2 separate regions of the Mus musculus genome follow, and region 2 is linked to region 1. Evidence: chromatin contacts called from public Hi-C data. All regions are on one chromosome and are shown on one strand. The core of a region is the stretch at or near the end of the contact, and the rest is flanking DNA. Distances in the headings are between cores, read along the strand shown. Region 1 overlaps Trabd2b (TraB domain containing 2B). Region 2 overlaps Trabd2b (TraB domain containing 2B).

What was found. A called contact is a pair of places that touch in the nucleus more often than the background predicts.
Region 2: a Hi-C map of uterus shows a contact between it and region 1. The contact joins two enhancer-like sites. A contact is called at or near these places in 1 of 15 datasets of contacts at CTCF or cohesin (the NIH/3T3 cell line) and 3 of 484 Hi-C or Micro-C datasets (the HPC-7 cell line, nephron progenitors and uterus).

The regions. Positions count from the first base shown.
Region 1 is chr4:114,515,840-114,521,266 of GRCm38.p6, reverse strand. All of the region lies in intron 2 of Trabd2b (TraB domain containing 2B), which reads right to left. Among named protein-coding and RNA genes, the nearest start is that of Gm33710, 94 kb to the right of the region's middle. Within about 2 kb of position 4,151, at least 27 of the 459 cell types and tissues checked have an H3K27ac peak or open chromatin away from gene starts, as enhancers often do. A contact at or near this core is called in uterus, where this site is marked.
Region 2 is chr4:114,582,415-114,587,920 of GRCm38.p6, reverse strand. It overlaps Trabd2b (TraB domain containing 2B), which reads right to left. Exons shown (of 7, transcript NM_001085549.1): 4 at 1,289-1,463. Gm33655 (a long non-coding RNA gene) reads left to right here. Exons shown (of 4, transcript XR_003955095.1): 3 at 2,757-2,867. Among named protein-coding and RNA genes, the nearest start is that of Gm12829, 95 kb to the left of the region's middle. Within about 2 kb of position 3,065, at least 22 of the 459 cell types and tissues checked have an H3K27ac peak or open chromatin away from gene starts, as enhancers often do. A contact at or near this core is called in uterus, where this site is marked.

The DNA.
Region 1 (5,427 bases), core at 2,902-5,401:
GGCTTTGATGATTCCGATGATCCCTTCTGGCATTATTTGATTATGTGCAGTAATGACTTGTAACCTGGGGGTTGCTTAGCCACTTCTGATTCCAGGAAAAATTCAACAGTGTCCAGGGGGTATTATTGGTTGTTATAAACTGGGGAAGGTTTTTCAAGATCTCTAGCAGTTATTGGCCAGAGGTATTGTGAAACATCCTACAAAGCACAAAGTGCCCCTCTTCCCCAAATAACCAGTAACTAGGGGTAAGATGCTAATACCAGAAATAAAGTAGGAGACATGTTGCAGACCCACAAACATTAAAATTACAACTATAGAATCTAACAAACAACTCTGTGCTCCAATACTTGATAACCTAGAGGAAATGGCCCAGTTTCTTAAAAAGACAGTCTGCTGAAATTCAAACTAGAAGAAAGAGACAATTTAAATAGGCATATCTCCATCAAAAATTAGATAAATAACTAATAACTTTCCTATAGACAAAGCATCAGGCTAACTCACCAGGTTTTCCAGTGAATTCTACCAAACATTCAAGGAATACGTTACACCGTTTCGCCAATCTCTTTCAGAACACAGAACTCGAGGAAATTTTTCCAACTTACTCTTTGAGGTCATCTATCTAATAGATAAGACCAAAACATTACAAAGCTAATATCACATATGAACACGGCACAAAAATCCTCAGCAAAACATTAGCAACTTGATTGTTACAAGTGGAGACAATTTGTTAAAACAATTATTGTAAATCATCTCATCAACGGCACAAAAGGAAAAATACATAATAAGATAGATGCAGAAAAGCACTTGACAAAAATCCAATGCTACTCATAATCCAAAAAAAAAAAAAAAAGAAATGCCATGTAGCCTATCAATCACATTGCTTAATGTTCACCCAAAAGAATTGCAGCAATACAGAAGCCTGCACGTGTTTAAATTGTGATTTTTAAGTTTTAATTTTACTTTTTGAGTATAAGTGTTTTACATACATGCTTGTCTGTGTGCCATGTGCATGCCTAGTGCCTACGGAGGACAGAAGAAAGTGATGGATTCCCTGGAACTAGAGTGACAGACAGTTGTGAGCTGCCGTGTGAGTGCACTTACATGGGACTGACACCCAGTGCTTACTGGTAGGAGTCACTGACATCCAGGGCCACCCTCTCCTCTCCTTGCCCCATCCACTTGGGTGTTGACATCACTCACTGCAGTCTGGAGCTGAGTAAAGCTGGTATAAATTGGAAGCTGAGGTTCTCCCTTCTCTCCTGTGCCCTTTGGCTGGATTGCCAGGAGGGTCAGGACTTACTTCTACTCACCCCAAGAAGCCTCTGTGGGGTTATTTTCTCCTATCCAATCCCCATGGCCTCATCATGACCAGGAGTCATTGCCCCCAACTCTGGGTCTCCTTCCTTTTTATGACCAGTCACACCTGTCCATCCCTTTGGTCATTCTGGAACAGAGCCCCCATCCATGCACAGGAGTTTTGTGTCTGAAGGATGAACTCAGGGTCCTCTGGAATTTTTGGCTCTGCCTTTCCCCATCAAGTTTTAAGGGCCATGCACTGAGACACCTTGAATACAGTCACACTGCACGTCGCAGTATTAAACGCTGGGGCATTCCACACCTCCTGCCATGTGAGCAGACAGCAGCATATGCGGGAACACCTATTGACCCCACTCCACCACAGCAAGTTCCTGTTCTTCACACAGCCCCAGATTCCAGTGTTGCTGTCTGGGCTCTGCAGTCCTCCTTCCTGGACCCTAGATCACAGTGACAACTCTTTGTGTTGTGGTGGACATGAGGTGTGAGCTGCTGAGGGCTGGCACTGCATCTTGTGTGTATGTCTCATGACAGTCTAGGACATGGACCAGAACAGACTTTGAATAACAGTATGAGACAGAAAGGCCCAGGCTTCACTGCACAATCAAGCACTTTCATATTTTTCTTCTGATCCTGCCATGGTCACAAAAGGGGCCATCCATATGGAAACTACAGCAATGGAAAGAGTCGGAAGTCCTTCCTCAGAATGGAGGCCGAGGCCAGCGAGATGTCTCAGAGGTGGGAACCCCACCTCCAAGCCTGACGACTTAGGCTTCCTATCCAGAACCCTCACTAAAGGAAGGGGCGAACTGATTCTTAGGTTTGCTTCTGACCTTCACCTAATGAACGGGGTTGCCATTTCATATCAAAACAGCCCTCCACAAAGTCTCCAGGAGGTCAAGGTGGGCACCTAGGCTGGCATTATGGAGCTATTGGCAGGCATGGTCAGCAAGATTCTTGCTCTAAGCTAGGAGCGACACTTCATTCCATTGCTTCTTATGGTGATCCTGGAAAGTGGGCATTTGTGTCTATGTCACAAATAAGAAAACTGAAGTACTAAAAAGGGCTGTGCCTTGAGTGACAAAGCAATCGGAGCTAGAGTTCTAGAAAGACCTTCCTTCCCAGCTTGCTGTTGTGGTCCCAGAACCCTGGGTCTGCCAAATCCAGAGGGTGTTATGGACTAGTCCCAAGTGACCTTTGCCTGAGCAGGGCATGAGACTGTAAGAGGGATGTGCTTGTATATTCATATGGAGCTCATGTCTTCTCTCATCCCCATAAGCTGGGTAATTAGTGAGGTGTGGATACCCCAATAGGACTTAAGTTTCTCCCTCCATACTTGCTAGCCACTCTGGACTTTTGCCTTGGGTGTGCTATGTCCTTGCTGCTTTCTGCCCTGGGCAGACCACTAAAGCTGGATCCTTGGCTTCTGGTGCTCTAAGACTGGGGTTGGAGAATCTTGCAAAGAGCCAGGTGTGGTCTGCAGGAAGACCTGAGTACTGGAAGAGATGAAGTCACTGAGTTACCCCCAGAACTAGACACAAGGTCTGGCAATCTGTTTCCAGCCTTCAGGAGCACTCTCCCTGTGCCAACACTCATGTCTGCCCTCAGAATTACAGTTGGGTTCAGGCTTCCTCTGTGGGCAGTCACACCCTTGACCCGAAGATGAGAATAGCAAGGCAGTAGTGGGAGATGAGGCTTAGTGTCCTTGCTGATGGACTACCAGTCCAGCAAACCCTGCTTTTCTGGACTTTTCTTTCTCCACAAGCTGACTTACCATGCACCTGGCCTGCCTGATGCTGTACTTTTGCGTTACCTGGCCAGCTAACACTCTGGACAAAGTTTCACTGAAGACTCAATACCTAGAATTTTGTTCCACGTTTGATAGTTCATGTAATACAAAAGAATACAACTTCACAGCATGGGTGGTAATTACTCCCAAAGGTCAAGGAAACAAGGCTATGAAACTTACAACTGAGTGGCTGTGTACCTCTGGTTTCTGTCCTTTTTCTAAGCATGATGTTCTCATTTGGAAAGTAAGAGTTTGCATCCACTGAGTAAGTATTCTCCCTCTTGCTCTTTCTCTTCCTCCTTTGTCTTTCGATGTAGCCCAGGCTAGCCTGAAACTCTAAGTCTCCTTGACTCAGTGCTGGACTTACAGCTGTTTACACCCATACATTGGTTTCTAATGGTCTTCCTGTCTAGTATGCTTGATACTTACTATGAATAGTGGTGATAATTCAGTCCAGAGAACTGCCCTGAAACAAATACAATCAGGGATGAGATATTGGTATACACACAGTGATTTGGATTTAGTTGGGCCTGGATTCATCTCTTAGTTACAGCTATAGAAACAGCGGATTTCTTCATCCTCTGGGCTTTGGGTATTGCTCTGCAAAGGCATATATGAAGACTATGTTAAACATGAAACACTGAATGAACATGGGGACAACTGTCATTCATCACAAAGGTCAAAGAATTCATTTATATGGACCTGCACTCTGCCCTGAGTGCAAGCAGAAAAGCTGAGGCCTGTAGGCACAAATGGGACTGTGTCCTGAGCTCAACATGAGATTCTGAGGTACTACTACTCTTCCTTAAGAGTCACAGGGAAAGCTCTAGGGACTCAGAATTAGGCAAGGCATCTGAAGTTCAGGGCTGCCTAAGATTGCCAAGAGCAAAGAGAAAGCATTCCCATGCAAATTCCCAAGAGAGTCTTTTCTAGGGAGATCAGAGAAGGATCAAGAGACATCATTTGACTGTGTGTGACCTGTTTCTCTGCATCCTCCCTTCCTCTGGGGTCAGTACTGTGAGGCCAAGAGGCAGCCTGTCCTTTCTACTTCCCAGACAGGGTTTATGTTCTGAGAGGGATGTTTTCGTGATGCTTCTGAGCCAGTAACTGACCCAGCCAGACAGTGCCCCTGTCTTTCAACTGCATTATCACTAGCACAGACCTCCCAAGCCCTTCCCCAGCTAGAAGAGGCCTGGAAAAAGCCCCAGGCACATGATGGAATGAGGGTGAGGGCTGCTCCAGAGGAGGCCCTTTGGCTGTGTTCCTCTTATGCTTTAGAACTTGGCTGTGCGTGTGATGCAATTTACTGGTTGTGCTCCCCCTCGGACCCCTCCCCTTCCTTCCATGCCGTCCAGACCTGTTATTCTGTCACTTTCTAACAAGAGTTCAAATGAAGGCAGGCTGGAAGGCCCCGGGGGCAGGAACAGGCCATTAGCAGATTTCAAAGGCACAGTTTTGACTGCAAAGCTGCAGCCAGCTAGAGCCTCATTCTAGAGCTCCATCATAGCTAATCTGGCTCTTCTCAGAGGTGAGAGATTTCCCTACATTTAGCCATACTGTCCAACTTCAGAGCCACCTGCCTGTCTTCTGCCAAGAAGTACAATATGTAACGACAGCGATGTTTATAGGATTGTGGAACCAGATGCTCTGTGCTCGATCTCAACCGTAAGGTCTGTAAGGTTTGAAGTTGGCATGTCCACTTAGAAATGGAGATACTTAGTCTTCATCCAAGAGGGAAGGCTAGAACTCCAGTTCTCCTCTAGACCACACCAGTGGCTGTGCTTCCACTATCTACACCCTCCTTTCTATAGAGATTGGGGAAGCTGACAAAGCCTCGCTGTGTGAATCTAGGAGCTGCTAGGGGGAAGGTAGGGGGCAGAGTGAAAGATGGGAAAGGTAGGTGAAAAGTTCCCGCACAGCTTCGTAGCTGGGCAACCCAGGTCAAGCTAGCCAGCGCATCTCAACTTCACAAAGGGGTTGTTTGATGATTAAATAAGAGAATGTTTGTAAAGTACTTAGCATTACACATCTGGCTTCCTTCCATGTTTCTGGAAGGAAGGAGAGAGGACAAAGGGAATGAAGAAAGAACTGATGATGCCTTCCAAGGACAGGCAAACATGTCCAATGGACATCAGAAGTGTAAAATTGTGTTTTTGCAAGCTCCAGAATAACTTTCCTGTGACATTTTGGGCTTTAATGGATTCCAGAAACCTTAAAAGTTCCTCTGCAGTCAGAACAGGATGTTTAACTTTTGTCCTTTAAGGAAAAAAAAAAATAAAAAGAGAGGCGCACTTACTAATCTGTTCATTCACTGGAAATATGTG
Region 2 (5,506 bases), core at 1,816-4,315, 68 kb before region 1:
TCCAAGGGCCTGCATCCATGTCTGAGATTCTCCTATGAGCCTCACTTTGATGGAGATTCACAAGTGGGGAAAACAGCTTGGATAAATATACTCCCAACTCTGACTCTCAACATCCTTGGAGCTGAACGGGGGCAGAGGAGGCACAGAGATAGACTGTGGACAGCCCCGTTTACAGAGTCTAAATATTCACAGGGGCCCGTGTGGTTTGGACTGACTGCTTGGCCTGAAGGGTGTAGGTAAAGGCTATAGGAAGAGAGGCAGAGCAGTGGACTGATCTATAAGCTGCCATCTTGTTTGTCTGAGATAGGGCTTACTCTATATCTCTGGCTGACTTTGAACTTACTAGTCAGGCCAGGCTGGCCTCAGAGATCTACCTGCCTATTTGTCCAGAGGGTTTGGACTATGGGTGTACATCATCACACCCAGCTGTAAGTTATTTTAAAATTTTCACAGAACACAGGTGGATTCCACACATTTAAGTGGCAGCAAGTAAATAGTTATTATAAATCACAGATCCAAAATTGACTAACTCAGAACTTGCATACAATCCTGGCTCCAATGCAGCCATTGGAGACAGCCAGAGAAAAGCAGGAAGGGTAAAGAGGAACAGAGACTAAGGGCCCCAAGGAGCCCTGTGTAGACATCTTCTGATCCCTTTGCAGGAGAAGAAAAATCCCCAGAAACATTTAGCTCATGCTAAGCATCACTATGTTGCCATGGTTCATTATAATTGTGATGATGATAGTGATAATGATGATTGCAAGTGCCATTCTGGGTCCCCACCATATGTAAGGTTATTTAAATGTCACTCATCCTTACAGCTACACTATAGCTTGGATACTTTACATTCATCAAATCGTTGATGCTGTCCTTCCCATTAACAGAAGAGAAAAATTGAACTTTTGAGAAAGTACCAGCTAAGGTGACATGACATATGGCCCTGTTGGAGTTGGAGTTACAACTGTGGGCTGTCTCCCTTCCTCACTCATGAGGCCACAGACCCTTCTGATTAGCCCTGGTTCTAGGTTGAGTGGGTCCAGACTTGGATGAGAACGGAAAGATTGTTTGGGTCTCACATATATCCACCTGGTACTTGAAGGACCTGAGAAAGTTAACCTGTACTGGGCAGGGGGTGCTTCCCTTGCCAAGGGAGATGCTATGAGAGAACACGTGATTCAGAAGCTGGGGAAGCACTAGGGTTCTAGCTCTGCTACTGGGTACTATGTGGCTTTCATACCCTCTTCTGGGCCTCAGCTTTTCCCTTGACAAGTAGAGGTCAGAGCCAAACCTGCTCCGAAGGCAAAGAAGCAGATCTTGTCCTGGTTTTCCTGCAGCAGCGCCATGACCCTCTTTCCCATGCGCTCATTCCTCTTGTAGATGAGCTCCTGCCGGAAGTAGCTGTCGATTTCCTGGGCTGTCACCTGCTCATGAGGTGGGAGGGTGGTGTTGATGAAGTTGGGTAGCTGCAATGGTAAGACAGGTCCTTTAGGTCTTGATGTGGCAGGGCACATGTCAGATAAACCCCAGGTAGGACTGTCGACTTACCTTTCTGAAGCCCTAGAGCATGCTCTCTGTTTCCTGTTTATCATCAACCCTCATACCCTCAAAGATGAGCACTGCTACCGTTGTACATGTGAAGCAAGCCTGAGAGAGAAAGAGCTTGAGACCTGTGGTCACAGCCAGTGTATAGTGGAGCTACACCCAGGTCTGCCTGGTATTTCTCTGGAGGTTGGGACCCAGGGTGTTGGGACTATGCTGGGTTCCTTATGTCCTTCCTTCAGCCCTGAATCCAGCACTACGTGGACAAGGAACCCAATTCAACAAGAGGGTGAGAATGACAGCTATGTCGAGAAGGCCATAGGGCTTGGGGTGAAGGTGACTTGAGCTTTGGATTCAGTTCTGATACAGCGTATAGTGACCAAGCCACTCCACTTTGCTGAGCCCTGACTCTCATTTGTAGGAAGGACTGATGGGAGGGATTAAAGGAGATGAGGGTCACTACTGTGGCCTTATTCAGCGCTTTGCTCTACAGAGATGAGCAGGGCAGAACTTTCACCTTTTCCCATGTCTGAGCCACTGTCTGCCCATCTGTCTTCAAATTTTCAGAAACTTCTTGAAAACTATCCCAGGATCACAGATCCTTCCAGACTGATGCTTGTGGGATAAGCTGCCTAGAGATTGTCCATCTTTACAGTTCTGGGTCCTTTTCTCTCCCTACTGTGTCACTTTCCACACAGCCTGAGGCCTGGCAACAGCTCTGTGGATGTGCTCTTAAACTAGGCAGAGGGATCCTTGAGTTTAAGGACAAAGTCGGGTCATTCCAAGTCCCCAGGGCCTGCTACATAAAAGATGCCTATCAGGGGTCAAATGTGAATGTAAGATTGCACTGCCCCTTCTGGGTTGTTGTGTTTTTATTGTTTCATCTCTCTGGCCTGGAAGGTAGGTCCAGCCATTCTAGCACCATCTCCTTCAACATGTGCATGGAGCTGCTGGGGAAAGTAAGGCAGTGAATGAAATCACACTGTCTTTCCTCTCCATTCCCCATGCATAGCATCCTTCAAGCTCCTGTTCATAGGACATTCCTCATTGTCACCTAACTAAGTACAAACCATAAAATACTAGTCTGGACTGAAACATGAGGGGAGGTTGTACCCAACGACACCAACTTCCTAGAGATCTTAGTCCCCTAGGAAAGCCAATTTTTATGGCTTTTTAACCCAAGCACATGTTTTTTTTTTTTTTTTTTTTTTTTACAGCCACAGAGGAGTTATCAACATCCTTTCTGAGAAAGATGGGGGAGTCAACAGCCTGAACCCTGAGGGTTTGTGAGGAGGGCAGGACATCTGCCTCTGCTCTGCCAAGAACAAGTGAGAGAAATGGATAGTAAGAGTATCTGCATCTTACAGCTCCTTTGTCAGAGGAGCCGGACCCACTGCTCTGGGATGGAGAAGGAAGTGATGTGATTGTCTCAGCCTGAGTAGTGCACAATGTGTACAATGTGCACAGCAGCCCTGCTCATGCCTAGGCCAGTACAGAGCTGGCACCCAGAGACTGCTTGCTTGGCAGATAGACAAATGAGGGAATGGAGTTCTTATCCTCCTCCACACTGGAAGGGATGACTGGCAGCTCTGATGAAATAGGTCACACTTGACTTGATGTAGTTCCAGGAGATGCTAAAGATTTTTGAGTCAGGGTGGAGAACAGAGAGGCTATGACTAGAAGGACTATTTCCAGAAACACGCCTCTCAAAGGCTCTTCTCCATTTATGGGGTTTGGGAGAGGATAGGAGGCCAAGCTTTACTACATGTTAGTGTTTGTTAAGTCACTGAACAAGTGGATGGATGAGCAGGATGATTGGCAGTTGAGGAAGAGTGTTGATGAGCACAGGTCCTGCAGTCACACAGCCAGTGCAGCTTGGGTTGTACCTTTCATTGCCTGGTGCACTCTAGGTTATGTGGTCTCTCTGAGTCCCACATTCTTCATTGGTAACAGGGTGACATACATGACTTTTACATGGATTCAATGAGACCAGCTTTGAAAGATGCTAGCACAGTAAGGCACTGTGAATATAGCCATATATATATATGCATCACATACACACACAATATATGTGTAATGGCATCCTGCATTGTCACCTTCATGTGATGCTATGGGTTATCAGGGACAGGTGGCCTACAGAGATGACAGATGGTCATTAGAACTATCAGACAGAAGTGAAGGAAGAGGACCTGATCCCCTTCTTTCTTCTGTGGATCATGGGATCTATGAGCAGGTACCCCTCCTTCCTGCTCTGCTTCCTGCCCACAAAGTGCATCTGCATAAGGATTCCCCAGGGAGACTTGAGCTATTTATAAGAACAAGAAAGAGTGAAACTTCAAAACCATGAAGAAGTAGGACTGGATATTCAGCTTCCCCTGGGCTTCCCAGCCACTGCCTAGCACTCTCTTAGAGTCTCATGATGATGGGCTTTGGCCCCATGCCAAGGATGGGGCCTGGGTCTGGGCCAGGGCTGGGGGAGAAGCAAATTAATGATGTCATTAGACTTGTCTGGGGCCTTAAATCTCCCATGACAAGTTTAAGTGGAGGGCATATGATAACATTTCCAATAGATCATGGAATGTCCCTAGAGTTCGAGAGAGATTGGTGTGTGATGGGGTGACAAAGATACGGTCTAGGCAGGGCTGGGGTGAAGTTATGGGGGAGGGGTTCAGTGTAGGCTCCCCTGACCTGTGGCTAGGGATAGCCAAGTGCCCAGGTCTGTTGATTATACTCAACTACCCATTTCCCTGTACCCATCTACCCAGCAAATACCCTCTGAGAGCCTCCCTAGGTCCTGCCCCATGTCAGGCTAGAGGCTACCTCAGCACCCTTTGCTGTCTCCCCTGAGACTCCTAGGCCCATGGAAGAGTCAGCCATTCTTGTAAGAACTACGGGATATGCAGTGGGAGAGGGCAGGGAGGGAAGCAGGGTTCACAGAGGGGCCTTGAAGTATGATTATGTGGTCTGGTTCATCTGGGTCAGCCCAGGTTTATGGTTGAAGGAGATTGCTGCACTCCTATCAATTATCTTGACTCTAAGTAATAATATTTTACTGTATACTATTTGAATAAAACATATCTGTGGCTACTGTGCCCCTCAGGGGGGTAGGGACCACAGGTTTCTCAGGGAGGACTTCTGAGTGGCCCTCCCATTATGAATACTAACAATGCCAGTGGCCTGCAGCTGTAGCATCAGGGAGCACTCATTGCTGAGGACGGGGATGGAGGAGTGAGGAGGTATACAGTTAGTGGGTAAGGGGCACTGGGCCTCAGGCCCTGTTCCATCCTGGCTGCCAAAGGTTACTTTATCAATCTCACCACTGCAGCCAGAGCTATATTTGTTCTCTGTTATGCAAACCATGCCCTCTGGAGACATCAGTCAGACCCCCCTGTCAGCTTCTCACCTGGGAAGCTCCACTAACAAGCTTAGTTCCTACTTTATGATTGCCCTGAAGTCTTCCTGACCTCAGCAGGGTGACAAGCCCTAAAGCTTCCAGATCTCCAGACCTCAAGACTGTTGAGGCCTCTGGCTGCCGATAGAGCTTCACATAGAAGGATGTGCAAGGGTAGTGTCCAAGTCTCATGACCCTGGCTTTCTGCACAGTAGGGCAGGTTTTCTGTGAACTCCATATAGAGCCTGGACTATGATTCAAATCTGGCTAGACCATTTGCAATTACTGGGGACATGGCTACTGCTATCAGAGGTCAGCAGTATTTCTGGACATAGGCTCAAAGGTAAACAGAGTTGACCAACCCCCAAGCTCACCCTGTGCCTCTCTCCTCCAGCTTATAGTCAGCCATAGGCCTTGTCCTGTCCACCCTTCTTTCTCAGGCCAGCCGCATCACAGCCAGCTATTCAACTTGCCATCAAGACCTCTCTGCTGTGTAGCGTCACCTCCCAAACCTTGCCCCTAGTGGATTTAGGGTGAGGCTCACCAGAAGTGGGGCCCTAGTAAGAGTCCCATCAG